4 separate regions of the Mus musculus genome follow, and regions 2, 3 and 4 are each linked to region 1. The links are chromatin contacts, called in public ChIA-PET, Hi-C and HiChIP or PLAC-seq maps. All regions are on one chromosome and are shown on one strand. Each heading gives the region's core, a stretch centred on a gene start, on an enhancer-like site or on the middle of the called end of the contact. The rest is flanking DNA. Distances are from core to core; before and after follow the strand shown. Region 1 holds the start of Glul (glutamate-ammonia ligase (glutamine synthetase)). Region 2 overlaps Gm51649 (a long non-coding RNA gene). Region 3 overlaps Cacna1e (calcium channel, voltage-dependent, R type, alpha 1E subunit). Region 4 overlaps Cacna1e (calcium channel, voltage-dependent, R type, alpha 1E subunit).

The links. A called contact is a pair of places that touch in the nucleus more often than the background predicts. ChIA-PET counts read pairs in DNA pulled down with a chosen protein or histone mark. HiChIP or PLAC-seq counts read pairs in DNA pulled down with a chosen protein or histone mark.
Region 2: a contact with region 1 is called in an RNA polymerase II ChIA-PET map of memory CD8 T cells, with 14 read pairs. The contact joins the enhancer-like site here to the promoter of Glul in region 1. A contact is called at or near these places in 16 of 39 promoter capture datasets (the 3T3-L1 cell line, 3T3-L1-derived adipocytes, the C10 cell line and 10 more), 12 of 484 Hi-C or Micro-C datasets (B cells, the Ba/F3 cell line, CD4 T cells and 9 more) and 7 of 115 datasets of contacts at active chromatin or transcription factors (the 230-238 cell line, astrocytes, differentiating embryonic stem cells and 4 more).
Region 3: an H3K4me3 HiChIP or PLAC-seq map of forebrain shows a contact between it and region 1, with 7 times the contacts expected there. The contact joins the enhancer-like site here to the promoter of Glul in region 1. A contact is called at or near these places in 11 of 39 promoter capture datasets (the 3T3-L1 cell line, HPC-7-derived erythroid cells, cranial neural crest and 8 more) and 5 of 115 datasets of contacts at active chromatin or transcription factors (embryonic basal ganglia, embryonic forebrain, forebrain and 2 more).
Region 4: a contact with region 1 is called in a Hi-C map of pro-B cells, with 2.5 times the contacts expected there. The contact joins the enhancer-like site here to the promoter of Glul in region 1. A contact is called at or near these places in 7 of 39 promoter capture datasets (the 3T3-L1 cell line, hippocampal neurons, liver and 3 more), 1 of 484 Hi-C or Micro-C datasets (pro-B cells), 2 of 115 datasets of contacts at active chromatin or transcription factors (large pre-B cells and pro-B cells) and 1 of 9 other capture datasets (pancreatic islet).

Annotation. Positions count from the first base shown.
Region 1 is chr1:153,898,632-153,901,206 of GRCm38.p6, forward strand. Glul (glutamate-ammonia ligase (glutamine synthetase)) reads left to right here and starts at 1,298. Exons shown (of 7, transcript NM_008131.4): 1 at 1,298-1,428. Gm38440 (a long non-coding RNA gene) reads right to left here and starts at 1,145. Exons shown (of 2, transcript XR_387481.3): 1 at 964-1,145; 2 at 1-119. Mir8114 (microRNA 8114) reads left to right here and starts at 1,295; the gene lies at 1,295-1,405.
Region 2 is chr1:154,791,249-154,793,823 of GRCm38.p6, forward strand. It overlaps Gm51649 (a long non-coding RNA gene), which reads left to right. Exons shown (of 4, transcript XR_003948055.1): 4 at 1-111. It also overlaps a transcript of Cacna1e not described here. Among named protein-coding and RNA genes, the nearest start is that of Gm51649, 5.6 kb to the left of the region's middle. Within about 2 kb of position 1,288, at least 26 of the 459 cell types and tissues checked have an H3K27ac peak or open chromatin away from gene starts, as enhancers often do. A contact at or near this core is called in B cells, cerebral cortex, cortical neurons and 3 more, where this site is marked.
Region 3 is chr1:154,703,676-154,706,250 of GRCm38.p6, forward strand. All of the region lies in intron 1 of Cacna1e (calcium channel, voltage-dependent, R type, alpha 1E subunit), which reads right to left. Among named protein-coding and RNA genes, the nearest start is that of Cacna1e, 21 kb to the right of the region's middle. Within about 2 kb of position 1,271, at least 38 of the 459 cell types and tissues checked have an H3K27ac peak or open chromatin away from gene starts, as enhancers often do. A contact at or near this core is called in forebrain and hippocampal neurons, where this site is marked.
Region 4 is chr1:154,616,652-154,619,226 of GRCm38.p6, forward strand. The region is part of intron 6 of Cacna1e (calcium channel, voltage-dependent, R type, alpha 1E subunit); the gene reads right to left. Among named protein-coding and RNA genes, the nearest start is that of Cacna1e, 110 kb to the right of the region's middle. Within about 2 kb of position 1,295, at least 20 of the 459 cell types and tissues checked have an H3K27ac peak or open chromatin away from gene starts, as enhancers often do. A contact at or near this core is called in pro-B cells, where this site is marked.

The DNA.
Region 1 (2,575 bases), core at 48-2,547:
TATTTGTGGTGCATACACAGAAGCAGAAGCACAAACTTCATCCCTTCCTCTTCCAAAGGCACTGAGAGCGTGGGTTTCTGGCATCTAGAGAGAAAACTTCATCTCGAATGCCAGAAGTCCTGAAAGATAAAGCCCAGCCATGAGGTGGATTTCATGTACTAGAAAGAGACTGCTCAGAGCATAGCATTAATAACAATATATGGGCCACGTCTATTTTTTTACAGGTAAATTCTGTGCACATTTTCAGCTTGTCTCACTACAGTATTCACACACTATCTCAGCCATCACTGCAGGGTTAAGAAAGGAAAGAGAAAACTCTCATTCCCTCTCCCCCAACACACACACACAGTTAAAAACAACTTGGGAAGCAAAGCCAGGGGTTCCCCCCACCCCTCTTGCTTTTTTGTTTGTTTTCTCTGTGAAACCCTGGTTGTCCTGGAATTCCCTCTGTAGAGAAGACTGGCCTCGAACTCAGGAGACCCACCCGCCTCTGCCTCCTGAGTGCTAGGATTAAAGGCGTGTGCCACCCCCGCTTTCCCTCCTGAGTGCTAGGATTAAAGGCATGTTGCCACCCTGCTTTCCCGGTCAACTGCTCTGAAAGTCCTTCCATCTGCTTTATTTTGCAGATCCAAGGAAAGGCTGAGAGACGGGAACACACACACACAAGGCAACATCAAATAGACTATGGACGTCCAGAATCCTCTTTATAGAAACATCACACTTGTGTTTAAACCGTGAAATCACAGTCTGACCACTTCCCCCAAATCCACTCAGGAAACCAGGAAGATAGGGTCCTCCAGGTTCTGGGAATCGTGTTTCTCTCTCTCTCTCCCCGCGCCTGATCAGGGCTCCCTGCCTCTCCCCAGCCCAACCCGTCCCCAGGCTCGCTCAACAAACAAAGGGTAAAATTCTCTTCTGGGGTTCTGGATTTTCAGTGACAGATCTCCTCGAAAACCTCTGTACCGTTAAGGAAGCAAAGAGCCGAGGCCAAATGACTCTGAGGAAGCCTCAGCCTGGGTCCGAGGGTCCAGAGGTCGCTTAAGAACGCAAGCTGCAAATGCATCCTGCACCTTCGGCCCTGGCCCTCCTCCAGCCGCCGCTGCCTCCCCTCCCCCACTCCCCTTTCTCTTTCTTTCTTCTGGGTCTCGCTCGCCCCACCCTGAGGCTCCCGCACAGTTCCTCGGCCAATGGCCTCAGGGCCCCGGCGCGCAGCAGCTGATGGGCGCGGGTTTCCTGGCCTAGGTCAGCCAATCAAGGCGACTGGGGGCGGGCACAAGCTGTCAATAAAAAGTACCGAGCAGCCAGCGACCCTGCAGAGCGGAGAATGGGAGTAGAGCAGAGTGTCTGAACAGCACGCTCACCCATCTCCTCTCCGCCTCGCTCTCCTGACCTGTTCACCCATCCATCATCCGGCCGGCCACCGCTCTGGTAAGCGCACGGAGGGTCCAGGAATGTACGGCCGCCCGGGCTGTGGGGTCGCACTCTACTTCCCAGCTCCAGTCAGCTGCTGTACGGAGCGGGATGCAGCGCTCGTGCCTCCCGCGTGTTTGCAGCGTGCGGCCCGGGCCGGCTCTGCTTGGTGTTCCTAGGACGCGCTGTGAGCCAAGCTCCGGGAAGGGCGGGGTTGCGGGTTGTTTTGATCTGTTCTATACTTGCGGCCGGAGGCGCCGCCCCGGGAGGCAGGCGCCGTTGGCTGGGGTTCACGCTGAGATGGGGGCTTTCCGGTGGTCCCAGCGGGAGAGGGTTCTTGCCTTAGGTGGGCGCAGGCGCCTTGATCCTCTCTTCCTGGCGGCGCATTTGGGGGGCGTCGTCACGCTGTGGGTGGTCTGGTTGAGGATGGTGGTCCTAAGCGTTGATGGCACCACTCCCCAGCTCCCAACGCCGTGTCCTAGGCCTTTACCATATGACCGAACAATGGAGAGCCGGAGCCCCGGAGTGGCCGGCGGGCTCCGCAGTGGAGAGGCCGCGCCAAGCGGAGGCAGCAGCGGCGCGCTGTGCCTCCCGCGGTCGCCCCACTCTCGCCACCCGGCCTCTACCCTCGCCGGGGTATGGCCCCCTGGGAGAGGCCTTGAGATCTACGCGGGCCCGAGGGTCGCGGCACCGACTTTCCGGACATTTTAGTGGGAAGGCTGCTTTCAAAGTGGATTGCCCCAACTCCTCCGGGGGCGGGAAGCGGGGATCCTCCCCCAGCCGCAAATACTCAAAGAAACCAACCATTGAAGACGTAGAAGATGGAGATTCTCGGTCCTCAGAGTCCCCTTCTAATACTTTAGGCTTCGTTGCCTACTCTGTGAACTCCGGGGAGAAGTCGAGGGTTAAGATTAAATCGCACCCGTCTTATTCCAGCACCTCCCCCTCCGAACGGTCTGGGTCCCCCACTCCATCGCCCTCGCCCAAAAAGCTCCGTTGCTTAGACCAGCGAGAAATCGAGAACGAGGAGAGGCATGAACACTGCTCTAAAAAGAGGAGGTCTAGAGAGTACAACCCCAGTGCATTTGATTCTCATTGGCTGGGGTGAGTAAAAGTCAGGGCGAAGGACCCCGGGTGCATCTGGCAACCCGCAGAAACTACTCAG
Region 2 (2,575 bases), core at 38-2,537, 890 kb after region 1:
GTAAATTAGGAATCATAACAGCTATTCTATAGGTTCATTGTGAAGATCACATGAATGGTATATGTGAAGACATTGTGTAAGCTGGAGGGAATTATATTAAAGAATTTCACTAGTAAAGACCCGCTCTTGTGCTACTTGGTAAAATTACAAACCTTACGCTATAAGAAGTCTTAACCCAAGCTCTTGCTAACCCACACAGCAAGCTTGAGGAAATCGCTTAACAGGTTCTTCCAGGAAATGGCATTCGTAACCCATTTCCTGAGGAAGCAGATGAAGCTCCTGTCTTTCGAACATGCCTGGAGAGCCTTTGGAGGAAACAGCCTGGCACTCGGAGAATCCTCCTCCTCACTCGGCCCTTCCCTTACCAGCATTTGGCTCACCCCACTGTAGGCAATAACACCAGAGGGAAACTCCCAGGTTGGTTTCTAGTCTGCTTCCTGCATCACCAGAGTCCTGACTTGGTGCCAAGGAGGAGGAATTTGTAATGCTCTCTCTGTGTGTGTGTGTGTGTGTGTGTGTGTGTGTGTGTGTGTGTGTGTGCGCGCGTGCCTGCCTGCCTGCCTGTCTGTCTGTGTGTATGCAGGTGTGTGGTGGGTGGGCTGTCAGCTGTTTGGATGATGATGGAGAAGGCCCCAGGAGAAGCAAAGCTGAGGGAGGGGCCGGAAACTGGCAGAGGAGCTGACTTCCTGCAGTAAATCCCTGCCTGCGAAAAAACCTGCGGGATGCTGTGTACAGAACAGAAGGCAGGAGACGCGGGGTTCTAGAAGCCCTGAAGAGGGCAAGCAAGAAGACTCCTCGTTTCCTCAGCTGATTGTTCAGATGGAGTCGACAACCCACACAATCACACCGCATGGCTGGCTCCTGCTCAGCCATACAGCAGACACTGTTCTCAAACCTAGAGCTAAGACAAAGTCTCTGCTTACACTCCATCCAGCACAAAATGTATACACGTCTGCGTGTTGAGGAAGCAAGAGCTAAAAATGACAAATACAGCCGCATAGGCGTCAGTGATGATGGAGCGGATACTGTTTCGTAGAGAGAGAGCTGTCTGTCAGTCCCTCCAACCAGTGAGGGAAGGTGAAGGTACGGGGAAGAGGGCACTATCCATGAAAGGGCCACTGGGGCAAAGGTGAGAGGGATCTGCCACCTTGGAGGAATATCAAGGACCGGAAGTAGCTATCGCAGAGGGCGGGGTGACTGGGACAGAGGGTTAGAGCCATGTCTCCTCTGGGGAAGACAGAGAGCAAGGGTTGCAAGCAGGAAAGAGATTATGCAGGTCCCCACAAGTCACAGAAAGGACTGTTGTATATGAGACAGGAAGTCACCATAGGGTTCTGAGCTGAGGGCTGCTCTAACACATGGCTGCAGACTCTCACAGAAACTCCATGCCTGTCTTCCCAACTCCTTTTTTAAATCTAAAGAGAGAGGGTAGGGGATGCTTAGCTATCTCAGAGGGAAAAAGTTCTAGCAACTAGGAATGGGAATAGGAAGGCTGGCTAAGAGGTGACCGGGCCAAGGCCCTTTGAACAAAGTACTTGCATGCTTTGTGCCCCAACTGTAAAAGCAGAAATAACAGTTCTTATGACTTTCTGTGCCCCACCCCCAAAGGTTCTCACATTGAGGGCTTGGTCCCAAGTGTAGCAGTGTTCAGAGGCACGGCTTTAGGTGGACACTGGATCTTGACAGCTCTGATCTCACAATGAATCAGTCCATTCCTAGATTCCTAGTGTAATTGTTTTGTGGAGAGGGGCCTATGTCACAAACATGAGCTTTTTCTCTTTGCTTCTTGACCACCAGGGAGTGATTGACTCTGCCATGAGCCTCCACCAGGATGTGTAGGCCCACAGCAGGCCTAGAAGCAACTAGACCTAGAGACCACAGACTAAAACCTCTGAAACCTAAGGTAAATTAAAAACCTGAGCTTCATCCTGTAAGGTGATGTCTCTCAGGGGTTTTATCACAATGGCACAAGATGACAGAATAGCAAGGACAGGTTTGTCCAACTGACACAAGAGTAAATAAACTCACATTCAGAAGAAGAGTGCCAGGTACCTAGTAACAACCACGAGCGTCCCTTTATTTACTTATTTACTTATTTATTTTGTTATCAGCAACCTTATTATTTCACTGATGAAAAAGTTGTAATTGTGATACATTTAATATTAAATTTACAACAGCGGAGGTTATGCATATACACATACACACACAAACACGTACATATGTATACACATACACAAGTACATACACATACATACACAGAGACACACAAACACACACATACACATATAAACACACATATATACACACAAACATACACATGCACACATAAAAACACACATATACACACAAACACATATACCTGTCCTTGAACAGAAATAAAATGTGTCTTGGAGCCAGGAGCTCATGGCAGAGCAGATAAAGGTGAGCAGATACATTTTTAAAAGGAGAGCCAAGGGGGACTGGCAAGAGCCAGGTGTTGGTGTGAAAAAGGAAGTGGCTTCAACATCTCTGGCCATAGTACCCAACAGGTCATAGGTACCATAGTCCCTAACTGGTCATAGGTACCACAGTCCCC
Region 3 (2,575 bases), core at 21-2,520, 810 kb after region 1:
GGACTGTGGTTAAGAGCCCTAATTAAAACAACAACAAACACAAACAAACAAAAACCAGGTTTTATTGGCCATCACAAGTTGAGGAGGGGCTGGTATCTCTGAGTTGAGTGACACATTTATTGACTCTTCCATGTAGCACGTGCACACACACACACACACACACACACACACACACACACACGCACGCATGCTGCAAGCTCAGAAACCCACTCAGCACCTCCATGGACCCAGGACCTACCTGGGAAGAACTGGGAAAGAGCTCTTTTTCATTTAAGCTACATAAGCCTCTGCCTCTTGTGAATCCATTGGGTCTGTGGTTGTCTGAAGGGACCAATGAAACATAAAGGCCTGGGAAACTGAGGGCAGAGGCTTTGCCTGCTCCTGGTGGCCAACCCTTTGCTTGGGAATAGTGTGTATCTAATGATTGGTATTTAATGAATAAGGGACTAATCAATACATAGATGGCACAGGCACACCAGAGTCTGGGTTATCATTATAAAAAGACATCCTACATTCTCTCTACACAGTATCCCCATCTGAACTTTTGTACTGCATACTGTGGGCATACATTATCTATCAAAAACGAAAAAAAGCCAGTATGCACAGACATTCTCTTTAATGTTAAGAGAGAGGGAAGGGGGTGGGGCCCGGCTTTGCTAGAAGGATAATGAGTTTTCTCTGAGTAATAGGGTTATTTTCATTTTTCTCTTTACTCCTTTATCCATTGCCTGACTGTTATAATGAGCACGTATTAACTTATAATCATAAAATCAATTAAAGCTATATGTATTCGAGGGAGAAAGAAAATCAAACCAATGCCAAAATCCACCACAATCCTGAATATAAAGAAGACGGTTATGGAAGCCTGTGCAAGATCCAGGGAAGATCAAATGCTGCCGAACAAAGGCCTAGACCGAGTCAAAGAAGAACATGACCAAAAAAGAGCTTCAGGCCTGCAAAGGAGCTAGCTTCCCCTCTCTCTCACTGTCTGCTCACTAGGGGCCTCACTTCATAAACTTTCCTGGCAACCTTCCCAAACACCCCTTCACTGCTCACTCCCTCCAAGCCGTTAATGAGGACTAGAGTGTCTGCGGCTCTCCCTTCCCCTTCCCTGTCTAACTGCTTCAAGACAATCATTAGGGAAATGATAAAAATAGGTTCGCTTATTGATTTATCCCTTTTACCCAATGCTCCTTCCTTCAACCAGTTGACTCGTTTCCTTAGCAACACAGCTAATTTGAGCAGCATGGCTCGGCCCGCACACCTGCCATTTGTTTAGTTCCTTCTTTAGCAGAGAAAGCTGGGGCAAGACAGAGGGTGGACCTAATGCTGCTATGGTGCTGGCTCTGATTGCCAACAGAGCCCTAGGATAGGGTTGCGCGCCTTGCATTGCCTTGTAAGCAGAACTGCTCTCATCTGAGCCAGCCTCTCGCCTTCACAACTGCAGGCACAGGCCTGGGGAAGACTTAGGCTGCAGGAAGCAAATGGAAGTGGGGGGGGGGGGTCTTACAGAAATATACAGCCCTATCTGTGGGGTGTTCTGAGACCCCTCTGCTCTCAGCTGTCCCTTCCCAGAGCCTTTATCACCGTGCATAAAGCAAATGAATATGATCTGAGGGCCACCAGGGACAGGCAGGTTGACAGAACACGATGTTCTCTTTGAGTTCCAGGCCTAATGGAGAAGACACTTATGTAGGAACAAGAATGTGACCACTCTGGCAGTTGTCAGAACTCGGGAGACTCTCACCAAGTGCTCACTGGCTCCCAGGAGATAGATCTCAACCTCCATTAGCCATCCCTATCTATCTCTAGCCTCAGACCCAGGACAACTAACTGCCTGCAAGAAGGTCTGAATCCTCTTCCCGCTTCAGACTTCTTGTTTAGGGATATGCGATTTGAAGAGATGTAGTCAGACAACGACTTTGATGCCATTGCATATGTTACCACTCCTCAGCTGCACATAAATGTAATATGTGATTATTAACTCAAGGGCAGTAGCTGGGAAAGAGTCTGTCTATTGTGTGACTCTGTCAGAAGCTCTGTTCCAAAGAGACACTGTCAAGTAATAAATAGTAAGACACAGCCCTTCAAGGGCTATATGACTGGAAAAAACATCAGGATCTTGTGTTGGACATAGACAGCGGAGGAGAGAATGAAACTTGGAAATGAGAAACAGGAGTCAGGGCTTTCATTGCAAAAGTTGCCCCAGTACGGTGCTCAAAGGGAAGGCCACCACCATCCACTTCCATAGAAGAAACTAGAAAGACAAAAGGACCAGCACCCAAAACAACAGGTGAACACAAGGCCCTAAACAGATCGCAGGTCACTTTTATTACCCTACTAAATCAATTCTTAAGTGTCTGCTACTGCTTGAGACTTTGGGGAGAGCATCTGTCTGTGGTCACAGTCTCCAGGAGGGGGCTGGCTGGCTGCAGCTATGATCTAACACCAAAGACATCTACCCCAGTAAAGATTTTAAAAGAAAATTATGGTAATGGGCCTCCGGGAAGAAAGCAAAGACATTTGGCCCAGGACCTCCTGGGAATATGGAGAGCTCTTCCAAACAGCAGTCCCC
Region 4 (2,575 bases), core at 45-2,544, 720 kb after region 1:
GCTCTGATGATAGAAGAGATACCCTCAAAGGCATGTGGGGTACATACCAAGATCATTCAGATGTACATGGAGTCCCATGGGAAGGAACCCAAGCTACTACACTTACTTTTGTCTCTAATCACTGAGAAACGTGTTTTTTATAAAACTATTCTATTGCGGCTTTGTTTTATATTATCAATGAAATGATCAAAAAAGGTCATGATATTTTAAGGTTTTGTACACAAAGAAAGGAGAATGATACTAATAATATTCTGGGTATACATTTTACCTTTATTTCCAAGGGACCTCTCTGACCATATCTGTCAAAACATGTTAGAAGATAATGTGTGGAACATCTTCTTTATAAATCTCAATAATAGAGATTAACACGTATGCTTATAATCTTATGTTATTTTCATGACAGCTTACATCCATGGAGCATTATCTGGTTCACAAAGAGCTCCTCCATATTTTTATCTAGTTACTGAAAGCCACTTTGAGAACTAAGTACTGAATCTATAGTCAAACTCACAGTAGAGGAAAATGACTATTACAGGTCAAATGGCTTGCCTAAAGTCATCAAAGGAGACAGAAATGGTAAAGAAATAAAACCTGGGAGCCAACATGGATGTGCTCAGTGTAGCTCAATGCCTAACATTACCACATTCCTTAATGAATTCACCAGTCAGCTCAGCCATATCAGTTCCCTAAGATACTCATTTGGTGACAAGTCATAGAAGTGACTATTAGACCTCAAAACACACACACACACACACACACACACATACACACAAAACCTTCAGTGTCATTAGAACAGAAAAGAAACCGTGGGTATCAAGCAGCTAATAGCTATATTCATTTACAAGTTAATTATTTATATTGGTATAATTACATAAATAGATCATATTGATTTACCATAGGAACATAATTTGTGTTAGCAAAATATTTATTTTTAGTTTTCAAAGATCAAAGAATTGTTAAAAAATTGGAAGAAACTGGGATGACCACAGGTTAGATTGGTTTTTTGTTTTGTTTTGTTTGTTTGTTTGTTTTTCTTTTTTTCTTTTTTTTTTGGTTTTTATCATGTCAAAACATGATTTCAATGTCAAAAGAATTTCTTTAATTCAACTTCATGTTGAACAAATGTAATTTTGTGAACATCTATGTAGCCACTCTTTTCTCAGTCTGTCAGGCTTGTAAAGATCTCATCACAGGCTCAACAGAGCTCCCCAGGGACACTGCTGCACGGGAACCCAAATCTGCCTCAGCAGCTATTGACAGGAAAGAGTCCTAAAGCACTGGAGACCGGAAGCAGCTGCAGGGTCACTGTGCCCCCAGCTACTCAGAGCACATGCAAGTTGCAAGAACTAGTGAAGACTCTAGCATGCATTCTGGAGCCATTTTTACACCAGAAGTGGGTTGTTGTTGTTGCTGTTGTTGTTGTTTTCCATACGTGGATAATATGAGGAACAAACTGTATTCCCCAGCAGAAGCCCAGGGCAAGAGAGCACTTCAGACACGGACCAGAGACTTGGCCAACACAGTGGGGAACAGAAAATAGGAAGAGGGTTTGTTGTGTTTGCCCCTGATCTAACGAAATGCCTTTCTTGAATAAGGTAGAGAAAAGAAAAAAAAAATCTACTCACTCAGCAAACCAGCTTGTGCCTGGCACATGAGTAAAAAGTCATGCAAAGAGCATTCACATATTGATAGATGAATTCGTTTTGGTAAGTACATTTGTATGGTATATCTCACATAATTGCCGTAAAATTGCTCTAGGGTAGAACAGCAGGCATATTGCCCCCATAGTATAATGAAAAGACAGGTGCACATTTGTGTATTCATCTATTTGATACTTAGAAAGAGAGAGTGAATATTTGGCTGGTCTTCATGGGGCTCATGACAGGAAGGCAGGCAGCAAGCAGCAATCGTGTCCACAGCATCCCAAGCCAATGTGAGCATATGTGAAAATGGAACTGGTAAATGGTCCAAGTCAAGAGGAAGAGTATGGAAGAGGAAGAAGAGAAGGGGAAGGGGAAGGGGAGGAGGAGGAGGGAATGAGAAGGGAAGGGGGTGCATGGAGAGAATGGGAGAGTAAGGAAGGGTAGGGGAGAAACGAGAAATATTCAACTGAAGGGTTGCTTTTGATCACATGTCATTACCAGGCCTAGGGCACCCTCTTTTTTCCTTCCTAGGTATAGATCCCTTTAAGAGTATTTAAGAGCCAGGTTCCGAGCCAAGGAGGCCAACTGTGTTACAGAAATGAACTGCTAATTATACACAAGCCCTCTGTAAACACTAAAACAAATTACCTTTCCCCTACTTTTCTCTGGATATTTTTTTCCCTTTTACCAGCCACAGGAGGGAGCTGAGCTGGTGTGAGGACAGAGAGCAGTGGAGTGCTGATGCATCTCCATCCTGGTGGGGCTGACCTGTCTGAACACAGAGCCAGGCTGCACAGGTATGCCTTGGATGAGTCTACAGTGCTCATCAGTGGATGCTTACCATTAAGCCATGCCTAGGGTGAGGTGCTGATGCTGGAAGGCAGAGCATTTACACAGGGAGGGGGACACAGATACCTAAAAGATGACGAGTA